Regions from separate parts of the Zea mays genome. Here region 1 is linked to region 2. Evidence: chromatin contacts called from public Hi-C data. All regions are on one chromosome and are shown on one strand. Each heading gives the region's core, a stretch centred on a gene start, on an enhancer-like site or on the middle of the called end of the contact. The rest is flanking DNA. Distances are from core to core; before and after follow the strand shown. Region 1 holds the start of LOC103631943 (TORTIFOLIA1-like protein 2). Region 2 has its middle 82 kb from the start of LOC103631943.

What was found. Hi-C and Micro-C count contacts between places; a contact is called where the count stands out from the background.
Region 1: a Hi-C map of leaf shows a contact between it and region 2, with 2.6 times the contacts expected there. The contact joins the promoter of LOC103631943 here to the enhancer-like site in region 2. A contact is called at or near these places in 8 of 25 Hi-C or Micro-C datasets (bundle sheath, ear, endosperm and 3 more).

The regions. Positions count from the first base shown.
Region 1 is chr7:5,499,963-5,504,393 of Zm-B73-REFERENCE-NAM-5.0, reverse strand. It overlaps LOC103631943 (TORTIFOLIA1-like protein 2), which reads right to left and starts at 1,291. Exons shown (of 7, transcript XR_002263637.1): 1 at 592-1,291; 2 at 1-157.
Region 2 is chr7:5,418,904-5,423,275 of Zm-B73-REFERENCE-NAM-5.0, reverse strand. No RefSeq gene overlaps it. Among protein-coding and RNA genes, the nearest start is that of LOC103631943, 82 kb to the left of the region's middle. Within about 2 kb of position 1,290, at least 9 of the 20 cell types and tissues checked have an H3K27ac peak or open chromatin away from gene starts, as enhancers often do. A contact at or near this core is called in leaf, seedling and tassel, where this site is marked.

The DNA of each region.
Region 1 (4,431 bases), core at 42-2,541, 81 kb before region 2:
AATTTCTGAAAGAGGTAACCAAATACCCAGAACTGATCGCAATACTTGAAAGAGCTAGTGAGACAGCCTTCCTTGTATTCCAGTCAGTACTGTTCAGCGCATCCATAATACTTGTTAGAGCTGATGATAATGCCTGCTCTGTGGAAGCACCTTCAGCCTGAAAAATAGGGGGTGCATAAGTAGACTAACACAATGTAAGATCCTATGGTAGATTGGTAGTTACAAGCTATGAAATCGAACTGAAGATGAAGATTGTTACTGTACGTCATGAAAGACATTAAGAGGTGCCGTTGAATTTACACCATATATTAGTGACCGATCAATCTAGCAATGCAATGCATGAACCTTAGTTTTTTTGAAGCAAGAAAGGCATGCGAATTTGTAGAAAGATTGCAGTATTTCCAATCTGACTAACCATTAATTAAATAACAAGTATTACAAAGAAGAATGTTTCTTTCTCATGATACATATTACAAGGTCAGATGAATATGCAAAGTAATCTGTATAACATGGAAGACATGTGAAATTGTGCTTACACATGAAGAGGTTTTAGTGGATTGACATTGCTTACACAAAAGAAAGAGTTCAAACCTGAATAATGCTTCTTATCAAGTCAATCGCAGCGGGCTTCGCCATGAAGTGGAGGTTCTTGAGAAGCTTAACAGCACGGACAAGCATCTGCGGGATCGAGGCACAGATGGTCAAAGGCGACGTCTGCTGCTACCTTTGCGGACGGAAACCGCCAGATGCGAGCTGGCGTCCTTGGACCATCCCGACTGCCCACGCCTGCTGCCCAGCTTCGCTGACGAAGCCGACCAAGCTCTCGCGCCCGACTGCCCACGCCTGCTGCCCAGCTTCGCTGACGAAGCTGACCAAGCTCGCGCGAGACCGTGGTTGTGGGGGAGGGTCGCTAGAGAACCGAAGAAGGTCTAGTGCTCGTCGACCCCGGATCGACATCTTGTCCAACGAGACCTAGGCGGCGCGGGAAGGGGAGGCGGGGACAATGGGCCTTGAGTGCCGCAAAGGACTCGGAGGTGGAAGCGGCGGCGTTGGCTCACGACTTCTCGAGTGCGTCGGAGTGGGAGGAGGAGGGCGAGGGCGGGGCCGGAAGGAACGGGGTTTCGAGGGGGGCAGGGCGGGGATGGCACGACAGAGCTCAGGGAGGGATGCAGAGCGGGGTTCCATGGGAAGGGCGGGGATCTCGTGGTGGACGCGAAGGCGGCTGCCACATGAGCGGGGGCACCCACGAGCGGGGCGCGCGGGCAGATGGGCGTCGAGAGGCAGAACATGGCGCACATGTGGACGCCTACAATAAATACTTATAGAGTAGTAGGGACGATATATCTGCACAGATGAGGAGGATCGGCCGATCGGGTTAGGAGACTTGCACGTTCCTGGAAGTGGCGAGCGACGCGCGCGAGTAACATGCATGCATGGGCTCAACAAGAGGCCGAGGCCAAAGCATCCACGGAGTGGGAGCCCGGCCCGCCGAGAACGACGTACGACGGGGACGTGTAACGACGACTATCGCCTTTTGATGATCATTCGCAGGATTGCTTTCGTGCAGATCATAGCCGTATCTCTCTCTCGCAGCAGCTCGTTGTTGCGTCTCGGATGCATGCAAAGCGAGTATCTTTTCAAATATTTATCCTCCGCTTGTTCATTTTTAAATTAAAATATAATAAATAAAAAAGAATGAGAGATTAGTAGAGTGGGTGTGCTTGTGATGCATCAAGGGACATCGATCTTCACCTCGACCTAGATAGATATATAATCATTATTTGCGCAACTTTAACTATCTTTTAACCAAACAGACCAACTAACAGATTAGATGAACTTTAGCTAGAGCTTAGATTTTGTTATCTTCTCGACCACACAGAGCTAGCTAATGCTAGAGATAACTGATCCATGTATCATGATTTTCACTGGTCACGCTAAATCAAAATAGTACTCATGTCCTTTTGTTTATATCCTTTAGCTTGTATTAGCTAGTCCATTATCTAGTCTAGGGAACGGAACGTCTTGAGGTCGTCTCTTACTGCTAATTACCTCGAGAACTAGACATCCAGCTGCTAGTAGTTAAGAGAACCAAACATCCAGCTACTAGCTAAACTTTAGCTAGATGATACTTTTACCTGGCTAAAATTTAGCTAGAACAAATTAAATCCAAACATGGCTTTAATTAGGCCATCTACATTAGATCTCATATCTCAACCTTTATCTTATCCCCTATTTTAAACTCTACTCTACAGACAGTGTCATCTACATAGTTTTGCGTCTGTTATTTTACACGATCCACCGAAAACAGTCTGCGCGTGCGTGCATTCAGAATGCCGCTATATGTGTTACATTGCTAGTTATACATATCCTACCAAGTTCCAACGGATGATGATTCGATCCCTGATCCATCGGCAGTATCTTCAACTAACCTGGATACCGTATCGTATCATGTCAATCGTTTACCGATCGTACGTTTCTCTGGCTGGCTGCAGAGACACTTGGACGCACGATCTGGACACCTGAACCTCAGCGATCTGCGGAATCATACATGTATATAAAATCGTGTTTGGTTGTGTCATGGTTTTTTTAAGAAAAAGTTCTTGTAAGCTGCAGATTGTGAAAAAACTTGTATGAGATATAGATTGCGAGGAAATCACAAAAACTATTTGGCTAACAGCCGCTTCTGAAAAAAAATAGTTAAACGGATCATATATCATCCTACATTCCACGCTACTGGTATGAGACATAGAGTGTCATTAGCATAGTTCTTTAGGTGTATAGCAATCCTAACAAGATATAATGAAGCATAAGTGGAGAAGTAGGACATTAAACACCAGACAATGCAACTGTAGAATTATAAAAGAGTTCAAGAAATTTAAGTACTTTTTCTGCAACAACACAATGATCATCAATTAAAATAAATTAATCACCTTCAGCACTAGGATGGTTCACATGCATGAAAGTAGTGAAAGGGACCCTATGAGGAAACAAATGCTTAAACATCTGATATGTAGAGTTTTAAAAAGGTATTGCAGTTCTAAATGTTTCAATCAAAGACTTAAGAGCATCAAGGGTCTCTTTAACTATTAGATTGGTAATAAGGCATGTGCAACGCTGATGCAAGAACATAGATATGGAGGTTTAGGATTTATCACCACCATCAACATTCTCAATACCAAGATATGGTGGCAGTATAGGTCTAAGCATCCTCATGGCAGAAACATTTGATGATGCATTTTCTAAGGTAACAACAAACATCTTATTAGTCAAGCCATAATCAGCAAGCACACCGACAACACGAGCAACAATGTTTTGTCCATCATGTGACACATCAATAAGCACAAGACCAAGCACCCTTTTCTCTAGTTGCCAATCAGGGTTTATGTAATGGGCAACAACACTAAGGTAGTCCTCTTTGGCATTACCGTACCAAATGTTAGAGGTCAAACACACACAATCAACACACACAATTAACAACAGAAGAACTAAGATTCTCAACAAGCTTGACCTTTTTACTAGTGAAGTATTTAACCATGTCTCTAGTGGTTTTCCTAGAGACAGGTACAAAATTAGGGTTATGAGTAGTTCTAATGTAGTATTCAAATGTAGCACTTTCATCCATACTTAGGAACTTCCAGCCTAGCAAGTAATCGAACCAGTTCATTATGTGCAACCATAGGACAATACTCCTAGTTACGCATACTATCATCAGTATTAAAAGAGATATGAGACTGAGACATGCGGGTTTTTTCACGCCTAATGGGACATTTATCCCTATGTCGGGTGAGGTGGCCAGTGCCACCACTAGAGAGAGCAGAGTGTTGCTTAGAGCAATGGATGCGCTTAGTTGCATACATTACTTTCTTACCATTGATAGTTTTGAAGAGTTTCTAGAAATCTAACGAGACTGTTGATGTAGAAGGACAAGAGCACTTGGCGCTTTGGTCGCCCTGTGCACCTTCCTCGCCACAACCTTCTTGACCATCACTGACATGGACGAGAGCCTCGTTGTTATGGTCGAATAGCTCCATAACATCCTCACATAGGTCATCCTCATCGTCATCTCCATCCAACCCGCACAACCGCCTCTCGTCGTTGTCGCTGATCTCAACCGTGTCGTCGTCGACGCCGACAATCATCAGTCGTCGGAGCCCCAATTCCTCAGCGGCTACACCAAAGCCAACATTAGTATAGAGAAATGGTTAGGGTTAGGTTTGGGTTTGGGTTTGGACAAGGGTTACCTAAATAGCCGGAGCACTAGGATCTCCGCCGCCGACTGGTCGACAAACAATAGATCCGGACACCCGGTTCCTCAACGGGTTTGAATCTGGAGCACCAGATAAGTTGATGGCCCGTGAGCTCGATGGAGACGAAGACGAAGACAAAAAGATGGGGATGATGCCGTGATGTGTGCTAGTGCCAGCTACAAGT
Region 2 (4,372 bases), core at 41-2,540:
TGTGCCTCTGAAGGGACTGTGATGCCTAAAAGGGGGTGAATTAGGCAATCTATTTCACAAACTAAGGCCCCTAATTTCTCCTAGACAAACATAAGCAACAAATAATCTATCCATGTACAACTATGATTTTGACTATAAGTGAGTTGCTATCTCTACCACAAAGAGTTATGCAATCTAGGTCTCAAAACTATCAACTAAACTAGGTAGATAAAACACACAACTAAGGTACACAATATAAATACAGAAACTAAAAGGCGATAAAGACACAAACTCCATCTAATAATTTCAATACTTTTATCGAGGTATCGAGAGGAACACAACTTCTTCCTAGTCCTCATTGGAGCCCCTCGCAAGGATGCCCACACAAGGGCCGAACTCCCGATCAGGTAACTCCATGGATAGCCCCGAAACTTTTCCACACACAAGTGAGTCTCCAGAATATACTCTCCTAAACTGTTTCTCATTGTCTTCACTATCAAGTTTCTAGCAAAAATATCGTGGACGTAGTTATCTCTAGTACATAGTGTCAACCACACCACAAAACATAGTTGGTGTGATCTCACAAGAGTACAAGCTTCTTAGGTACAATTATAATGGAGTGTGCAAGCACCAAGGGATAAGAGGTATTTTAACATGGCTCAAACATTTAGCCTAAACCCTAAAGAAAACGCTATATAATTGTCAAACTAATCTAAACACTTCACTAAACACCTAGCCTACTCACCAAGTGATTCTTTGAGCACTTGGATGTCTAGAACTACTGAAACTGAGCATAAACTCTCTTGATGCATTTGATATCTCCCACTCCACTCAAATGGCTAGCTAGGGTCCTATAGCCCTCAAGGAGAGATATAACCGTTGGAACTTCACGAACCATCTCTGTGTCGTGCGGCCTAGGTAGCACTTAGTGTCCTATAGTAATTTTAGCATAGTCATACAAAGAAAGTTCACGGTTACAAGATGCACGCGTATAACAGTAGGCTGCACATACCCATCAGACCATCACCCACACGCACGACACACAACAACCCACATGTTTGCAATTTGCACATCCTCTGTGTGGCGGCTCTATTCATTCGCATTATGGACATCTCTAGTACATCTTCTCAATCTATAATTCAGCCCATTTTTTTTATCTATTTCTGCATCCATCACTAGACTGCATATACATTATTCAGAGTGTCAAACTGCACATTTAATTATTTGGTCGCACGTTACTATTGAGAGTGATGCACCGTCGCTGCTGCATGTGCTGCACAGTGCGTGGTTGCACACTTGCACTCACTGCTCCATGCCGGCCACACTGCGTATCGGGCTCTCGGCAATCGGCACACGTCGCAGTTGGAGTTGACTCGATCTGGATGGGGCTCATGCACTGGGCACTCGCACTGCCATCATGCATGCACGCCCCGGCCCACTCTGTATATAATTTCCCTCTTCCCTCTCATGAAACCTGTGCTCCAATTATGTTCTCTATACCTCTTCTCTATATCTATTTTTTACAGGTTTCTCTAAGAACCCGTTTGTTTCGTTAGAATTAAATTCTATTCTAATAATTATAATTTAAATAAAACTAATTGAGTTAATATATTTATTTATGTAATATATTTGTATGTTATCATAAATTATATCAGATAGATAGTTATACACTACATTTATGTTATAGAGAAACAAGTAGAAGAATGTTTTATAAATTGTACATTAGAAAAGTAGCATGTAAATCTATAGAATTAATTTTCATCTCTCACACCATGAATTTGAGATATACTTATATATACATTTTGGAAAGTTGTGGAATATCACATATACTGAAAAAAAATAGCCTACTCTATTAGTTAAATTCCAATTCCTCAAAATGAAGGGAAACAAATGAGCCCTAAAAAATTGTCTCCTCTATATCTCATCACTCTTCAACAACGTTCTCTATATTTCGCGTATTTTTTATACCCTCAAATGTCTTGTACATATTTTAATCTTGCTTCATCGATCCATTGTTTAGAGTATAAAAAATAAGTATATGAGAGGAGGGAGACTCTATATGGAGAGAATGGAGAAGTGCCCTCTAAGAGAAGGTTTTAGAGGACACAATTAAAGACTATAGAGAATGAAATTTTCTTAAAACAGAGGAGGGTTTAGAGTCTCTAGTAGGAAGTCTAGCCCACACAATCATATCAACGTCTATCTCCCACTCCCGGCAAATCCATAATAATACATCATGAATATATATACCAACGTCGTCAACAGTCACATGCGATAACCTTTTCGGTCGCTTGCAGGGCACGCACCCTCATCTTGCTCATACTGTCATATATGGTCTATGCATATATACCTTCCCTACTGTTTACGCTAAGAAATTAAAGAGTATATATGCACAGAGAAAAACAAACCAGATAGAGGAGGAGATTAAACGAATCCGTGCATGATGGCACACATGAAGTTAGATAAGGCCAACCGATCCAACTGAATATATTCTAAGACTTGCTAGCCGGTTCACATATGCATCATGCATGCATGACCAGATGCCCCGTTAATTTGTTGCTTGATGCTAGTAGTAATAACAGTGAGCTCCGACCAATGCAAGTCAGTCTACACCGACAGCTATAGCTGGATTACTGCATGTACTCTATCTATAGACAGAATCTTTAATTTGTTCCAATTTACACCGGCAGGCCGGAGTATGTATAACCATGGATGCATCATGTTTAGGCGACATACTCCTCATCTGTATTGTAATAATATCATATAATACACTTGGTCATCGGTGCGTGGTGCTTAAAGGAACATAGGACCTGATATAAGACAAGGTCCGATCTTCAGTGAGGTAGGATAACTTGATTTGGTGAAGATCTTGACATTGATGATCTAAGTTTCCGAGCAAACAGATTCTCGTAATTACTACACCACTGCTCAAATGTTATCACATCTATCTCACCAAGAAGACTTATCTCTGCAAGCAGTGGCGGAGGACGAAAAAAAATTTAGGTATAGCTCTACACAACTAGACCATATAATAATATTTAGCACACAAACAATCAACTTGTAGAACAATTCGCGATATATATAAAGAAATAAAACATTGTCTAAAATGAGAATAAATTGCTTTAAAATATGTAGCTGTCGTACCTCTGATTTTGCTTTGCTTACTGTTACAGCTCGGAAGCCACAGGCGCACAGCGGCGGACCGCGGAAGTCACAGACGTCGCGTGGCCCGCGTGGGCGCGTTAGTGCGTGGCCCATGGCCGGAAGGCTGGGCGCCTGGCCACCTGGGCACAGCAGCCGAGCAGCGGACGCTGGCTCGCCGGCTCGGCACAGAAGGCCAGAAGGTTGGGGCCGCTGGGCGTGGCATAGCGACGGCCGGTGGCTCGACACAGCGGCGGACCGCGGACGGTGTCAGCGTGTGGCCGGAAGGCTGGGCACAGCGGGCAGCGGCGAAAGGTTCGGTCTCCCCTTGGCGGTTCGGCGGACGTCAGCTGTGTTCGTGAGCGCGGGGCGGTGAGGGTTCGTTAGCGCCAGGCTGCCAGCGCGAATGCGCGATATGGAAGTTGGGCCGGTTTTTTTGGTATGGCTTGGGCTATAATAGGCCACAATGGGCCCTCCGCCCCTGTCTGCAAGCGCAATCAAGACACAAGCAAGAATAGGAAGAACATAACCAAAACTGCATTGATTATGATGTGGGGTTTCACAAATGAACAACGACATTGTTCGATGACAGAATGAATCTAAGCAAAACCCAACCCTAATGATGGTGGCGACTACTGATAAAATAGGGTTTAGAGGCATGCAAGACCCAGAGGCGTAGCTAGGATTTTTTTCATGAGGTATGTCATAAGAATTATTTTATAAATAATTTAGTAACGAACTAGTTTACATAAAAATTCTAAAATTACTAAACATCACTAATCAAAATCGCAACAAAAAAATAAGGCTTACATGAAATTTACCTTCTCTGAGCTCCGGCTGAGGTCTGAAGCTATGCACAATCTGCACTCGTTCCAGAGGAGAGGCAGACACGTAGAGGTGGTGTCGCGGTGGGCAATGGTGCATGCGCGTGGCTGCGATCTACCGATCTACCCCTAAGACTTTCCAACAGAAAAAAGAGAGACCTAATTTTGTAATTAAGCTCGACAGGAGTGCCATTACTCATGTGTAGGAAAAAAGGGGCGGAGCCCTGCTTCTCTCCGCGATCGTTCCTGTTCATTGTCGGCCCGTTGCGGCGCGAGTGCGATTCCTGGGCCATCCCCTTCGCTTCCGTCTCCCGTTGCTTCGTCTTCGCGCGGCCCAGAGAGGCAGGCAGTCGGCGCGGCGTGTGATGGAAGACTTCCTTCAGGTACGTGTCTAGGGTTTACGGCTGATTTCGTGGGTTCACATTCTT